Regions from separate parts of the Mus musculus genome. Here region 1 is linked to region 2. Evidence: chromatin contacts called from public Hi-C data. All regions are on one chromosome and are shown on one strand. Each heading gives the region's core, a stretch centred on a gene start, on an enhancer-like site or on the middle of the called end of the contact. The rest is flanking DNA. Distances are from core to core; before and after follow the strand shown.

Region 1 (3,333 bases), core at 696-3,195, 170 kb before region 2:
ATATATCAGCACAGAGTAGTGAAGAGAAGCAGTTCTAGAGAGCGCCACAGTGTGGCGCTACAGCCGCCGCCACAGATGCGGGAGCAAGTCCACAGAGGACAAAGGAGCGTGCCATGGCCAAGCAGGGCCCATCCTGGAGCCACCTCACCTTGTCGCTGCCGGGTAGGTTAGTGGCCCACAGACCCAGCCTGCAGCATGGAGCCACCACTCGCTCACCCTGCTGTGAGAAGAGTGTGGCCACAGTGTTGCCAGCAGGCTTATAAACACCGTGGTCACCCCTGGGGTACAGGCATGGAGGCCAAGGGCGAGATGGTGTATACAGTAGTCTGGAGCTCGAGCAGGCCCTGCCCCCTCCCTAGACAAGCTGCCCAACACGTGATCACCCTATCTGAGCAACAAGATATCCTCGAAAGACACCCACGATCAACACCACCATGGGAAAACCATGTTGATGTCCATGATCCATCTGTGCAGCCAGCCGCTACGAGCGGGAAAGCCTCTTTTGCAGTGGCATCGATGACTGCAGACTCATACCTAAGAATTAGAGACATGGATGGCTTCTGTGCCAACCTCCTCCACCCAAAAAGGAAAGAAGCAATTCAGACATGAAGCTATTGAAGCGAATCCTTTAAAACTGTGATAAAGACACTGAAGGATTCATGGCTTCACCGTTCATGGCTTCTTGTGAAGGGTGGGAAGGGACCACAGTTTTTTAAGGGGCTGGCCACTGGGAGTTTGACCATTTTCAAATGAGTAATTGGGCAACACCAATTGGGCTTGATAGGTAGAAAGAAACATTCTCCTCCTCCTCCTCCTCCTTCTCCTCCTCCTCCTCCTCCTCCTTCTCCTCCTCCTCCTCCTCCTCCTTCTCCTCCTTCTCCTCCTCCTCCTCCTCCTCCTTCTCCTCCTTCTCCTCCTCCTCCTCCTTCTTCCTCCTCCTCCTCCTCCTCCTTCTCCTCCTCCTTCTCCTCCTTCTCCTCCTCCTCCTCCTTCTTCCTCCTCCTCCTCCTCCTCCTTCTCCTCCTCCTTCTCCTCCTCCTCCTCCTCCTCCTTCTCCTCCTCCTTCTCCTCCTCCTCCTCCTTCTTCCTCCTCCTCCTCCTCCTCCTCCTCCTCCTTCTCCTCCTCCTTCTCCTCCTCCTTCTCCTCCTCCTCCTTCTTCCTCCTCCTCCTCCTCCTCCTTCTCCTCCTCCTCCTTCTCCTCCTCCTTCTCCTCCTCCTCCTCCTCCTCTTCCTCCTTCTCTCTCTCTCTCTCTCTCTCTCTCTCTCTCTCTCTCTCTCTCTCTCTCTCTCTCTCTCTTTCCATTGTTAGAAAGGATTAGTTAATGCCTTACTCCAAGAAAGGAATCCTAATTCTCCCCGGTGGTTACACACTGAAACCCTTTCTCCTGTTCCCTCTCTTTTTCAGGTACCCACTTCTCTCCTCGCTCTGAGCTAAGTGGAAACATGAAACCCACTTCCTCCAAAACCATGAGGATGGGGGCCTTACTTCTTGTTAATCCCCCAGTTCTGGGTATTTTATTACAGTGAAGAAAGCGCTTCCTGTGTAAAAAAATTATCAAAAGCACGTAAACCTATTTGTGGCATAAAGCAGGTACTGTCCAAGTATTAAATCCGAGGTTGAAGAAGAATCGTGGCTGACACCAGCTCTGCTATTCAGCTCATCCACACTAGAACTATGACACCAAATGTACACCGCCAGTGTCCCCACTGCACAGTGTCTGAGCTATTCAGCATATTCTTTTGAATACTGCCCCTAGGTGAGGTCCTGGGAAACTTAAGGTTACTCTGCCTGCCCCTCTGGGGATTGTCAAAGTGATTCTGAACTGATTCAAAGCCTGCAGGCTCAGAAAAGCTCCCCTGAAAGCGAAGCCTGGGAGCACCTTCGCGGATCCCTCCACACTTGACTTTCCCCACCTACGTTCACCTTCCCATCCACAGTGTACCCGCTACCTTGCCAGCCTAGCACTCTTGAGATCTTGTGTCGGGGGAGAAACCCACATCCTCAGCTTGGGAATAACACAGCTCATCTTTTGTAGCGTTTTGTTAAGTTTGCCCTTAACGTCGGTGCCAGAATGTCTGACAGTTGTTTTGTGAAGAGCAAGGAAGGGTGTTTTACAGCTCGGCTGCTGGGAAGCACAGATGTTGCCGGCTGTGTCGTGGCGAGGTGGTAAAGGCTGCGAGGAAGGTGCCGAGCCTTAATTATCTTTCTGCAGCTGTTCATTAGCCCACAGACACCTCGCCCTGCCATCTTCAAGACTGACAACCACACACAACAAACCAGGAGAGTTGAAGGAGGAAGAGAGGAGCTATCTGAAGGTTAAAATGAGTGCAGTGTGCAGAACAGCTGGGGATACCCGCTGTGGGCTGCCTAGAGAACAAGGTGATCACAGGGCACTCTGCGGAGTACCCCTGGGGCTCAGCCCTAGTTGGGTGGGATTCTCCAAGGAGATTTCAGGCAAGGCTCCTATGTGCATGCAGGAAAGGCTGTCTATGGGCGTAGGGAACAGGAGGAAGCTTTCTATTTTTTAAATGTTATCTTCCAACTGTCTTTGAATCACATGGATTCCATAGTGCTGTGAGCTCAACTTGGGAAGATGCATGCTTGCCATCTCTGATCCTGAGCATCTCAAGCCTCGGTATGTCAAGTCCTCTGAGATCTCACTCAAACTCTGTTTTATTTTGCTCTACACGGGAGAACTAGGAATAACAGCCTCGGATACTGACACACGGAGATTCAAACCAGCCCCTGTGAGCTTTAGTCTAAGTACCTAGTTCTAAGCACAGTGAGGTAGGTGTGTTAAGTACTTCTGGTCTCCACGCATAGTATGCTCTTTGGCCTAGGCCCTACCTTTTATACATCCCTGAAATCAAAGCGAAAAGACAGACACATTTTCTTATCTCAACCTTCATTATATATCACTTATGAGCTGAGTTCAGAAAGAAAACCTTGTGTATGGTACATAGTCCCCACCTACCGCAGCCTATTGAACTTAACTCTAGAGTGTGTGAAACGCTCCCTGTGAGACATGCAAGTGATTTCAGCAAGTGGGGACGGCTCATCCAAGATAATAGATAAGAGAGCAACTGTAGCCCTTCAGTCGTGTTTCATGAGGGCTTTTGGCAGGATAAGGTGGGGCTTCTATATAGTGTGGCTTATCCTGCTTCCCAGCATCAGAGATTGTCTTATCCTTGGTCACGTGTGCAAGAGACTCACTAATGAGCCATGTCCAGGGATTAGCACACCCCGATTGCCCTCTCCCATCCAACCCATTGTGCTATCACTCCATCCCATACATGGTCACAGCACAGTCCATCGCATGGCCGTTCACTTG
Region 2 (3,402 bases), core at 217-2,716:
TAGGCAAGGCAAAACTCTCAGAAAGGAGAGGCTAAATGGGTCATGTATTTACAATACAGGGACTCATTCCCAAGGTTACGTGTGTTCTGTGTTGAGTGTGCGTTGCTATTGTAGCTGTGTACATTCTCAACAGCGGACCTTGAGGATATCCATTTAGACAAGGTCTCAGGCCTGAAGAAGGTACTTAAGGCAGAAAAGAAAGGTACCTTCCCATAAAAGGGAAAGAAAATACAGAGTAGTGTCGAGTGAATGGGAGATGGGGACCTTGGAGTCAGTGCTGTGGCTGAGATAGTCCTATTCCCAGCCCAGAAACAAACTACCTCGGTTTTATGCCAGTTTGCTGCAAGGCTTCAGTGAAGTTCACACTCCACACCAGCAAGAGACGCGAGAAAAGGCCACTGGGTAGCAGGTCTCAAAACACATAGGGGATCGGACTGGAGGATGACGCGATGCCTACGGACATAGGGTAGCAACGAGATGCCAAACAGAGGGGCTGAGGGGAGAGAAAAGAGCCTGGCAGTGCGGTTGCCACCTATACAACTGAAACCCTGAGAAGAAAGAGAGAATGGACTAAGGCCAGAGCAGGAGGGAAGCTCCTGAGAAAGGGGGAGTGGTCAGAAGGTGAGCTGTCAGAGGGACCAGAGGGCTGTAGGAGCTGAGGAGGAGCTGAGCGGAAGTGCTAGGAGAGAAGAGCCCAGGGCAGCAGGAGGACAGGAAGGGAGGGAGGGGCAGAACTGCAGCAAGATTTCCGCATGTATGCCTCCAGCAAAGACTTCTGAACCGTTTGCTTTCATGCTGTAAAATTCTGACCTTCCGGGAACATAAAAAGAAACCCTAAGCCTTCCCGCACTCCCGTTAAAGAGGACAAATGCAGGAGATGACTTGGCCGGTGGTACCAGGTGCCAAACAGCAAGGCTAAGAACCTGGCTGCCCACAACCTAGACACAGCATCGCTGATGGCCGCCCCGCCCCGCCCCGCCCCCCTCGGGGTTCAGTTACCTGGAAAGAAGGGATGAAGGATTTGGGGCGGCCCAGCATCTGGCAGTACTCGAAGATTTCCGTCCGCTGGATAGCCTCAATTGTTGCAAATTTCATAAACTCTTGACTAAAAGCAGGGAATAACAAGAACAGAGGTGAGGCGGAGATGCTGCTCTCAGGCAGGTCTATAAGAGGAAAGAGCCTGTGGGCTCAAGATAGACTGCACTTCCTCCTTGACCTCCATCTCTTTAGGTTTGGGCAATAAGTGAGAGTGCCAGCACTTCTAGAAGAGCCTGCTTGTGAGGAGGAGGCTCTGCACCTCCCTTAACATCCCCCTTCAACACCTCCCACTTCAACCTCCTAAAAACTAGTCCTCAGCCCTCAGCCCTCAGCCCTCAGCCCTCAGTCCTCAGCCCTCAGCCCTCAGCCCTCAGCCCTCAGCCCTCAGCCTGGCATGCCCCAGGAAAGACAGAGCAGCCTGAGCTTGCCAAGTGCAAAAGAGGAAGCCGTGGAGTCCAGGAGCACCACAGATGGCCTGGCACAGACTGGGGAGGACAATGGAGCCAGAAAGAAATGACAGATCTTGCACAGGAAGTTCATCCGGCCAGTGAGGAAAGAAAACAGGTGAATGTGATACACACACACATACACACACACACACACACACACACACTTGCCGTCTCCCCTCTACAGCTTGCCAGGTGCCCTATATTCCAGTCATCAGAATAATTCCAGAAGCTAACATATCTCAAGAAACTCCCCCAGGAGTCATGAACATGGGCTATAGGAAGCGAGGTACCTTTATGGGCTTGCTTAGCCCAGACAGACTGCCTTGAGAAGATGACTCTTCTATCTGAGCCCAGGCTCAAGAGAAGAATCTGTGAGGAGCACCGATTGCTATGGTGGTAGAGGATTAGGAATATCAGCTACAACTTTTGCTCCTGCAACCTTACTGTCTAGACTCCAAGTCCATCCTGATGGTGCACCCGAGAGGCTACCTTAGACAAGGCTTTCAATCCCTCAATACCTTGCTTCCCCGGTGCAGTTACCTTTTTATAAAGTAAATCTGTAACAAAGCAAACATTGCAAAGACACTGATAGCTCTGCATCTCAGAAATGTCTTCTTTCTCTCTCTTGAGACAGGTTCGTAGCCCTGGCTGGCTGGCTAGCCTAGAACTCATTGCACCACCCTGGCTAGCATTGGCCTTGCTACAATCCCCCTGTCTATACCTCTTGACTGCTAGAATTCTAGGAGCGCAATACCATGACTGCTCAGAAATCACAACTATTAAGGAGAAAGAGGTAGAAAGATCCAGAACAGTGAGGACCACCCAGGGTAAGATTATCTGCTTCAACTCACTCTTTCTCCAGGGCTTTGGGGTCCTTGGGGGGGGGGGGGAAACACCCTGATATGTGGCTACCAGAAAACAAGTGACTGATGCAGAAGGTTCCAAAGAGCTTGTGCTCCAAATTAATATATTGAAGTAGTATGGAGGCCCCAAAAAGTAGGCTCCTAGAATAAGCCCAGGGCTGCCCAAAATATACTATTGTAAACTTCATTTTTCTATGTTATCTCTGGTTGTGGAGCTAGGCTGCCACCCAGTGGCCAGAAGAGTTCAACACACACCAAGAGCACTAACAGCACCAAAGGCCCTCTGGTGGTGTGATGTGGCACCCTCTGGTCACCTTGCCTAGACTAATGCAGAAGATAGAGAGGAAGAGCGGGCAGTAGCGGAAATTTACACAAGAAAATGAGTAGTGAAGCCATGAAACCCAGTAAGGGCTAAAATAACCCGTGCAAATCATCTTTACAAAAGTCACATACGTACCTGTGGCTACTGCCCACCAAGGCCAGATGATCTGTCTTCACCGTATAGTGACCAAAGGGCACATGAGCCATGAGATAGCAGAAGTGAGATGCCTCCACAAGCCCTTTTCCAGCTGCAGGAGGAGAACAAGAGCCCAGGCGTGAGGCACACCCTGTGGGACCCAGTGTCTGAGTAGAACAGAGAGTTAAATAGTGGACCCCAGGGTCAGAGCGGAAACCTGATATGAATAAACCAGGGGAGTTCTTGTGACATCTCCCTTTCCTTCCCTCCTGCATCAGTGTTTCTGACCTCAGATCCTGCATTTCAGTTCTCATCAGCCACAACCAGGATGCTGTGTGCTGTTTCACGTCCCCCTGATGAGTTTTTCATTGGGAATTTTCTAAAAGTCATGGTCATTCCTGGGGCTGAGAATCGAGACAAGATGCCTATACCTAAGTAAAGTAGGACATCAGAAACGGATTTTAAACATCCTTGTGGGGTGTGGCTGCTTCCTTGTGGGGTGTGGCTGCTTGTGGGGTGTGGCTGCTTCCTTGTGGGGTGTGGCTGCTTCCTTGTGGGGTGTGGCTGCTTCCTTGTGGGGTGTGGCTGCTTCCTT

What was found. Hi-C and Micro-C count contacts between places; a contact is called where the count stands out from the background.
Region 1: a Hi-C map of cerebral cortex shows a contact between it and region 2, with 5 times the contacts expected there. The contact joins two enhancer-like sites. A contact is called at or near these places in 19 of 484 Hi-C or Micro-C datasets (the CH12 cell line, the G1E-ER4 cell line, cerebellar granule neurons and 9 more) and 3 of 115 datasets of contacts at active chromatin or transcription factors (embryonic basal ganglia, embryonic stem cells and pancreatic cancer cells).

What each region holds. Positions count from the first base shown.
Region 1 is chr1:157,723,118-157,726,450 of GRCm38.p6, reverse strand. No RefSeq gene overlaps it. Among named protein-coding and RNA genes, the nearest start is that of Gm51655, 22 kb to the left of the region's middle. Within about 2 kb of position 1,945, at least 11 of the 459 cell types and tissues checked have an H3K27ac peak or open chromatin away from gene starts, as enhancers often do. A contact at or near this core is called in cerebral cortex, where this site is marked.
Region 2 is chr1:157,552,450-157,555,851 of GRCm38.p6, reverse strand. It overlaps Sec16b (SEC16 homolog B (S. cerevisiae)), which reads right to left. Exons shown (of 26, transcript NM_001159986.1): 14 at 2,808-2,919; 15 at 1,000-1,105. Among named protein-coding and RNA genes, the nearest start is that of Sec16b, 28 kb to the right of the region's middle. Within about 2 kb of position 1,466, at least 50 of the 459 cell types and tissues checked have an H3K27ac peak or open chromatin away from gene starts, as enhancers often do. A contact at or near this core is called in cerebral cortex, where this site is marked.